Linked DNA regions of Sus scrofa: region 2 is linked to region 1. A link is a contact called in public HiChIP or PLAC-seq data. All regions are on one chromosome and are shown on one strand. Each heading gives the region's core, a stretch centred on a gene start, on an enhancer-like site or on the middle of the called end of the contact. The rest is flanking DNA. Distances are from core to core; before and after follow the strand shown. Region 1 overlaps SMCHD1 (structural maintenance of chromosomes flexible hinge domain-containing protein 1). Region 2 holds the start of METTL4 (methyltransferase-like protein 4).

Region 1 (4,261 bases), core at 1,146-3,645:
GTCATCATTGCTGCAGCTCAAGGAGGGGGGGGGGCGGGGGGAATATCTCGGGAATTCTTTAAAGAACAACTTTGCCTCATCAATTAGAGATAAATGGTTACTCTGAATTTAAGTTGGTGCAAAAAAGCATAATAAATGCTCTATCTAATTCTTTTCTTTTAATTTATCAGTGTTCAGAGTAGGGAATTGGTGCTTTATTTAGTTTCAGTAGTGACCAGTAAGGATTTTTAGTATCACTATGGAAGACCTAAGTATCATTAATATAGATTTTTTTTTAAAGTCATCTTGCTTCTAAGGTTGGTCTAGGTTAACTGGCCCATCATTACCTGAAACAGAGGTCAGCCTTTTCTCTTAACTGTGCATTGTCCTATTGTTTAATTTTGGAAAGAGCTTGCATCTTGTAATTTTAAAGATAATGTAAAATTTTAATGAAAATGTTAACTCATCTTTCTAATTCTTATTTTTTGGTTAGCTGTGAAATTTTAGCTTCTTACGGTTTTGTAGTCATTTTCTTTTGTCTTTTTTTTTTTTTCTTTTCATTTTTGTCTGCCTTGCAGAATATGGAGTTCTCATGCTAGGAATCAGATCCAAGCCTCAGTTGTGACCTACTCCATAGCTGCAGCAACATAGAGCTTTTGACTCACTGTACCAGGCTGGGTATCGAACCTGCCTCCTGGCACTGCAGAGACACAGCCAATCCTGTTGTGCCACTGTGGGAACTCTTTGTCTTCTCTTTGATTGTTCATGTCTTTTTCCTATTTATGTTTGTTGATTTTCATCTTTATTTATGAAGGCTTTTTTTTTCTCCTCAGGATGCTTTGTTTCCTGTTAAATTTTCAATTTACTTTTTTTTTAAGTTATATTTTTGGAAAGGGTCATAATAGGTAATAAAGATTGTTTTTATGCAAATATCCTGCATAGTGTAGCTATCCTTTCTTCAGTGTTAAAAAATATTAATCTCTATTTTCTTCTAGTACTTTTGCTTTTACATATTTAAGTACTTAATATATATGAACATAAGTGTTAATGCTTTGCTCCAACTAAGTTTACTTATATATTCACATGAAGTAATAAGTCTTTTGTCTGGGAGGGTCCTGTTGTTAAACCTTTTGAAAATGTTCACTTAGGAGTTCTCTTCATGGGTTAACAAACCCGACTAGAATCTGTGAGGATGTGGATTCGATCCCTGGCCTTGCTCAGTGAGTTAAGGATCCGTTGTTTGCTCCGGGCTGTGGTGTAGATCACGGATGCGGCTCAGATCCTGAGTTGCTGTGACTGTGGCGTAGGCTGGCAGCTACAGCTCCAATTCGACTCCGAGCCTGGAAACCTCCATGTGCTGTGGGTGTGGACCTAACATATAATAGCAGAAAAATCAACCTTGTTAAGCAAATAGGTAATTTATAAATAGATTTGTGCTTAATTATACAAAGGCAAAATTTGAAAACATTAAGACTGATCTTTTCATGCAAATAAATGTAGCACTAATTGTAGTACTAAGATACACTGTTTTATCGGTATTTTCATATTTTTATAAACTTGAATAGTCCATTTATTTTCTTTGTGTAATAATTGATTTTATTTCTCTTATTTTGGATAGACACTTGCCATTTCACCTGAAGAGAAATTTGTTATTACAACAACAAGTAGGAAAGAAATTACCTGTGATAATTTTGGTAAGCAATGCTATGTTTATGCTTTTATATTTGATATATTCTAGTACATCATAGAGCAGTAAATTTTATTACATAGATAAGCATCACAAAACTATTGATGCTTTTGGTTACTTTTTTCGGATGGGGATGGAAACTGGCTACATATGTCTAAGTTTGTACAGAAGTCATATTTTTCAAGCAAGATTACAGAAAAAGAGTTGGTATCATTATGTCTACAGATGAGACCTTGCTCAACATCTAGCCACAAGCCTTCTTTGTGGGCCCTTGAAAAGCTAATTCTCCTGACTAACTAGAATTCTTCCATTGTCTTTTTTTTTCTTTTTTTTTTGTTATAGTCCTAAATATTTATTTCACAGAATTAAAAAAAAATTGAAATATTTATAAAATTATTTCTGTCCAAATTTGAATATACATTTATTATTTTTATTAATGATTTTTTCATTATAGTTGGTTTATAGTTTTCTGTCAGTGTCTACGGTAGAGCAAAGTGACCCAGTCACACACATATATATATATACACATTCTTTTTCTCACATTATCTTCCATCATGTTCCATCATAAGTGACTAGATATAGTTCTCTGTGTTATATAGCAGGATCTCATTGCTTATCTAAATTTGAACATCCATTGTCTTTTTTTTAACCAACTATGTTCTAAGTCTTGCCAGTTTTTGTGCCTTATTGCTTTTCGATTTTCATCATTCTTCCTTATTCATATACCACTTTAATGTAGTTCCTCATCTGATTTCCTATGACAGTTTGACTTTTTAAGAATTGAGTATTTCAGATGAGTGGAAGTATTTGGACCTGTTTTGCTGATATTCATAACAAAACACAACTGAATTTATAGATTGATTCGTTATTTGGGAATTTGCCTGTATAATTTAATTATTTAATTAATTTTGGCCTCATCTTTTGGTTGTGACCAAAAGAATAATAATAAATTGATTGTGCTTTGAATGCTAGCTTAGCATTTAAGATGTTACCTCTTGACTTACAGATGAAACTGTTAAGGATGGAGTCACTCTATACGTGCTACAGACAGTCAATCAGTTACTGCTAACAGCTACAAAAGAACGGATTGACTTCCTACCTCACTATGACACATTGGTTAAAAGTGGCATGTATGAATATTATGCAAGTGAAGGACAAAATCCTTTACGTAAGTATTCTGTTTTTACTAATTTTAATAAACTGTCACTCTCCTTTATCTCCTGATCACGTGTCCCATTCCTTCACTTTAAAAAAGTTCTGGAGTTTGTATTGTGGCTCAGCAGTTAAAAAACCCGACTAGCATCCGTGAAGATGTGGGTTTGATCCCTGGCCTCGCTCAGAGGGTTAAGGATCAGGTAATGCCACAAGCTGCAGCATAGGTCACAGATGTGGCTTGGATCTAGCATTGCTGTGACTGTGGTGTAGGCTGGCAGCTCCAGCTCTTATTCAACTCCTAGCCAGGGAACTTCCATGTGCCACGGGTATGGCCCTAAAAAGGCAGTAAATAAATAAATAAAAATAAAAACGTTCTCTCAGAGTTCTCTTGTGGCACAGTGGGTTGTGGACCCAGTATTGTCACTGGAGTGGCTTGGATGGCTGCTGTGACACAGGTTTGATCCCTGGGAACTTCTGCATGCTGTGGGTGTGCTCTCCCCCCCCAAAAAAAAAGCTCTCATTCTACCTTACTATAAATCTGTGACCAATCATTGTGAGCTTCTTTACTACATGTCTTCATCACAGTAGATTTCTTTTTCTATTCAGGTGATCTTACTTCAGAGTAAAGATACCTCTCCTTTGAAACTAACTTAGGAGTTCCCGTTGTGGCTTAGCACTAATGAACTCAACTAGTATCCATGAGGCTGTGGGTTCAATTCCTGGCCTTGCTCAGTGGGTTAAGGATCCAGTGTTGCCCTAAGCTGTGGTGTAGGTTGCAGACTTGGCTCGGATCTGGCACTGCTGTGGCTGTGGTGTAGGCCGGCAGCTGCAGCTCTAATTTGACCCCTAGCCTGGTAACTTCCATATGCCGCAGGTGCGGCCATAAAGACAATAAATAAATAAACTAACTAACCTAGAATGAGAATTTATTCCTTTCAATTCACAAGAGACTGGTGCTTACATATCTTTTCATCTCTTGTATACTCTCCTGATCTAGTCTTCCTGGCTTCCCATAGACCTCTCCCAATTAAGAAAGTATTTGTTTTACCTTGGGAATTTGTATAGCAGAACTGCATGAACAAGTAGTTTCTGTTTTTTGTCATTTCCTTCCACCTTTACTAACTGCCGTTTTTTTTGTTTTGTTTTGTTTTGTTTTGTCTTTTTGCCATTTCTCGGGCCACTCCCGCGGCATATGGAGGTTCCCAGGCTAGGGGTCCAATCGGAGCTGTAGCCGCCAGCCTACACCAGAGCCACAGCAACGCGGGATCCGAGCCGTGTCTTTGACCTACACCACAGCTCATGGCAACGCCGGATCCTTAACCCACTGAGCAAGGCCAGGGACCGAACCCGCAACCTCCATGGTTCCTAGTCGGATTCGTTAACCACTGTGCCACGACAGGAACTCCTAATTGCCGGTTTTTATCCTACCTTTGGATTGTG
Region 2 (4,261 bases), core at 516-3,015, 100 kb before region 1:
CTTTGTTTTTTCAAACTACATTTGCCATAGTAAGTGGGCCCATTCTGCAGTCTCACTACTCTACTACTCACTGCTAACAATGTGGTGCAGAAAGGGCAAAAAGCAGAGTAAAATGCAATATTTTTTTTTTCTGTCTTTTGAGGGCCGCACCCGCAGCATATGGAGGTTCCCAGGCTAGGGGTCATATCGGAGCTGTAGCTGCTGCCCTACGCCACAGCAAAGCCAGATCCGAGTTTTGTCTGCAACCTACACCACAGCTTCCAGCAACACCAGATCCTTAACCCACTGAGCAAGTCCAGGGATCAAATCCGCAACCTCATGGCACCTAGTCGGATTCATTTCCACTGAGCCACGACGGAAACTCCAAAAATGCAATTTTTAATAGCACATCAGAAGCACTAACCCCTAGCAAAATGGCAAGGTTAAGAGTCCAGATCTGTAACTGGTTCTGAGCAGTTCTCTTCCGGCAATAAGGCTTTTCAAAACTTCCTTATCTTTTTTTTTTAACAGTTTTTAAAGTTGAAGTATAGTTAATTTACAATGCTGTGTTAGCTTCAGGTGTACTGCAAAGTGACTCTTTTTCAGGTTCCTTTCCATTATAGGTTATTACAAGACATGTACTATAGTTCCCTGTGCAATACAGTAGGTCCTTGTTAAGTCTACTTAATACATACTACTGTGTATTTGTTAATCCCAAACTACTAGTTTGTCTCCTTCCCCCATCCCCCTCTGATAACCATAAAATTGTTTTCTAAGTCTGTGAGTCTGTTTTTTAAATAAAGAACTACCTTATCTTTTCTCTAAAAGAAGGCTTTTAGTTCTGGATTGCTTATTAAATCTGGTGTAGTGGAAAACTTAAGAGGAGAAGAGAATAAGAAATACATCAAGTGATTAACAGTAGTTAATAACAGTAGCATTTAGATTTAAAATCTAACTCCGTATATTAGCAGTACGACCACGGACAAGTTACTTGATCTCAGTGAGCCTTAATTTCATCATTTTTAGGACATCTCAGAGGGCAGTTCAGAGAATTAAATGAGATAATCGACAAGAAGTGTTTGTTGTGCAAGGTGTCTGACACAAAGCAAGTGCTCAAATAAATGCTACGGATGATGGTAATTCTGTTCTCAATCCTCCCTTCCGAGTCATTACTTGGGGTGAAGAGGTCCTGAAATTGTAGTGATAGCTAGAACGTCGACAGAAGACTGAAACTCGGCCAGGAAAGGTGACGTGCCCCAAATTAAGTGCACTTCTCCCTCCTATTTGGCCTCACACCGGGTCCCTCCACCTCCTCGCAGGCCGCCACTAGAGGGCCGTAGAGCCCCAGACAGCAGTGCAGCTCTGAGCGTGAACCCTGGTGGCCGCCTCCATAGCGCGACCCTCGGAGCCGACTGCTCCCACAGCAGGCCGTCACTGTCTCCTACCTCACCGCCTCCCTCGTCAGAACAGTGCACGCCGCCTTCCCAGACTTCCTTCCTGAAACAGCACCCAGCTAAACAGTGGTCTTGAAAGACACTCCTTTCAGAGCATAAGCAAAAAAAAAAAAAAAAAAAAAAATCTCCTTTTCTAAGAGTCAGCAGGAGCGGCCCTGCTGCTGTACGGAAAAAGCGTTCCAGGGCTGCTTGGAGCGCTAAGCTCGCTACCCAAGGGCTTAGAGCGCCTGGGTCCTTGGAGCTAAATACAGGAATCGGGCCAAACTCCATAGAAGACACTTCAGAGACATTAGACGCCAGTGCGCCCCGTGAGGCGGCAGGGCGCCACCGTCACGCAAAGTTCCGGCGCGCGGGATTTGCGCACGCGCGCGCACGTCAGCGCGATGACGTCAGCGCCGGCGGAGATTTTAAAATTCGAACGGCACGGGCGGGAGCAGAAAGGAGTTAGTGTTTTGGCTGCCACTGTCCGTTTTAGCTGGCAATTGCACGGTTTACAGAGATTCGGCTGCCGGGTCGTGTCAGGAAGCTGGAAGAAAGGTGACTAATGACTTCAGGTTAATTTCGTTCCGGCAGTTCTGGTCTGGAGGGGGAACGCTAGGGCAACAACCCGTTAAATTCGGAGGCCTGGAGGACGGCGTTCTGGTGTTTGCTCTCCTAACTCGCCTCCGGCCGAATCTATGCCAGGCGCTAGTTTCCCGGAGTCCAGTAAATTTCTAATGGCGGTGATTTCCTAAAGGAGAAAGGAAGGGTCAAGGGGACACTAGTGGTAAGAAGAGGGAATGGAGAAAGGAAAAGGGGATTAACTGATGGAAGCAGAGAGAGGAAGAACAAGATGAGGGACTGTTTGGTGTGTTGCGTTTGAGATACTAGTGTAACATCCTGGTGGCCATGTAAGGAATACATCTGGAAGTCTCAGTCTCAGATTTTAAGAGTACATTTTAACTGGAGATTGGTAGTGGACCTAAAGATATAGATGAGAGTGGAAAAGTTTAATAGATGCAGAAGCGTATACTGGAGACGAAATAGTTGGCCAAAGAGGAAAAGAGTGCAGTCAGTTGAAAAGACAAAGGTGAGCCCAGAGATGTAGAAGGATTACCACAAATGTCCACTTTCCTGGAAACCAGGGAAGGATCTGGAAGAACTCGGTGTATAGTGTCTAATGCCTCAGAGCTAAGTTAGGATCAAAAGATTTGTTAATCAAGAGTATCCCAGGCAGGAGGCAACCGTTTCAGTAACTGGGAAGGGGGTGAGGTACGACTGTGGTCTCAGAAAATGGAAGCAGTCTGTAGACCAGATAATTTATCCTTGATGAAGGGAGATTGAAGCAAGAGAGGCAGAAATTGAAGAATATAAGTGGGAGACAGAGCAAGAGAGATGGATGTTAGGAAAAGCAAACAGAATGGCTCTATTCTGAGACAGAAGAAAAGGAAACAGGTAGTTCTTTTCAGGTAGCCTCTAACTCCCCACTGAGAGGCACAGCCAACAGTAGTGATGTGGTCTGAGTTAGGATGCAGAGTTTTAACTACCATAAATACCCTTGTGAAGGTAGGAGTCATAACTAACCTTTGTATTGTTTGCATTGCTTTGCATGCTTCCTGGTACATGGTAGGCAGTAAGTGTTTATGTGTGTTGAATACTTTTAAATGGAGTTAGATAGATATTCCCTGCAAATGAGGACTTCACCTTACACGAACAAGTAAAGATAGCCCAGGAAAGATTATCTTGAAGAAATGATGACACTTGGCTGCCTTTCTCTTTGAGGATACAAATAATTGTTGGTGCTTAACATACCACCTATGTCTGGAAAGACCTTTTTAATACCAAATTCATGAATGCAGGTTATAAGCATGAAACGAAGTTCAGTTTCCACCGGTGGTGCTGGACGCCTCTCTATGCAGGAATTAAGATCCCAGGACTTAAACAAACAAGGCCTCCATACCCCTCAAACGTGAGTACCTCATGCCTTATTGTCTTTGGCAAAGAAATTTGTAAAGATGGTTAATACAAAGACGTAGTATGAGTGGTGTGATGGATCTTGTCTGTTCTCAGTAGGACCTAATTTGGAGTCCCTGAAGGCTAAAAGTGGGCATGTTACTAGATGTTGTATTTTTTCCTCATTTGTTACTTAAATCTCCAAATCCATGTCCTTTGCTAGGCAATCCCTGAAGGACTGCTAATTCCCCTTCAATGCTCTTTCATTCTTATTTTCCTCCTTTACTCTTGAGCTGCTTGGTTGAGTAGGTTCTGTGCTATAATTTTCAAATTACTGAGATGGATCCTACTAGCAGAGTTCTCAATCAAAGGTATTATCTGCTCTGATAATTAACTGCAGTTTAGCAGCAACCTACAGAACACCACTTCTCCAAACTATTTTGTCAAGATTCACTAGGAAAAACTGGTGTCCAGAGTTCCCGTTGTGGCTCAACAGGTTAAGAACCCAGCTAGTATCCATGGGGATGCAGTTCAATCCCTGGCCTACCCAGTGGGTTAAGGATCTGGTGTTGCCCTAAGCTGTGGTGTAGGTTACAGATGCAGCCCAGATCCTGCGTTGCTGTGGCTGTGGTGTAGGCCAGCAGCTGCAGCTCCCATTTGACCCCTAGCCCGGGAACTTCCATATGCCACAGGTGTCGTCCCCCCCGCCCCGCCCTCCCCCCAGAAAAGAACACAGAAGAATTTGCTTTCACTATATCCAATATCTTGTAATAATCTATGATGGGAAAGAATCTGAAGAAGTGTGTGTGTGTATGATTATATTCGTGTATATATATGAATCACTTTGCTGTATACCTGAAATGTTGTAAATCAACTATCCTTCATTTTTTTATACT

The links. HiChIP or PLAC-seq counts read pairs in DNA pulled down with a chosen protein or histone mark.
Region 2: an H3K27ac HiChIP or PLAC-seq map of alveolar macrophages shows a contact between it and region 1. The contact joins the promoter of METTL4 here to the enhancer-like site in region 1. A contact is called at or near these places in 1 of 5 promoter capture datasets (liver), 6 of 47 Hi-C or Micro-C datasets (alveolar macrophages, embryonic fibroblasts, fetal skeletal muscle and 1 more) and 2 of 2 datasets of contacts at active chromatin or transcription factors (alveolar macrophages and skeletal muscle).

The regions. Positions count from the first base shown.
Region 1 is chr6:103,949,290-103,953,550 of Sscrofa11.1, reverse strand. It overlaps SMCHD1 (structural maintenance of chromosomes flexible hinge domain-containing protein 1), which reads left to right. Exons shown (of 48, transcript XM_021096138.1): 2 at 1,598-1,673; 3 at 2,673-2,834. The coding sequence starts at 2,795. Among named protein-coding and RNA genes, the nearest start is that of SMCHD1, 35 kb to the left of the region's middle. Within about 2 kb of position 2,395, at least 1 of the 83 cell types and tissues checked has an H3K27ac peak or open chromatin away from gene starts, as enhancers often do. A contact at or near this core is called in alveolar macrophages, where this site is marked.
Region 2 is chr6:104,053,335-104,057,595 of Sscrofa11.1, reverse strand. It overlaps METTL4 (methyltransferase-like protein 4), which reads right to left and starts at 1,765. Exons shown (of 11, transcript XR_002345043.1): 1 at 1,425-1,765. NDC80 (kinetochore protein NDC80 homolog) reads left to right here and starts at 1,811. Exons shown (of 17, transcript XM_013999249.2): 1 at 1,811-1,970; 2 at 3,272-3,381. The coding sequence starts at 3,281.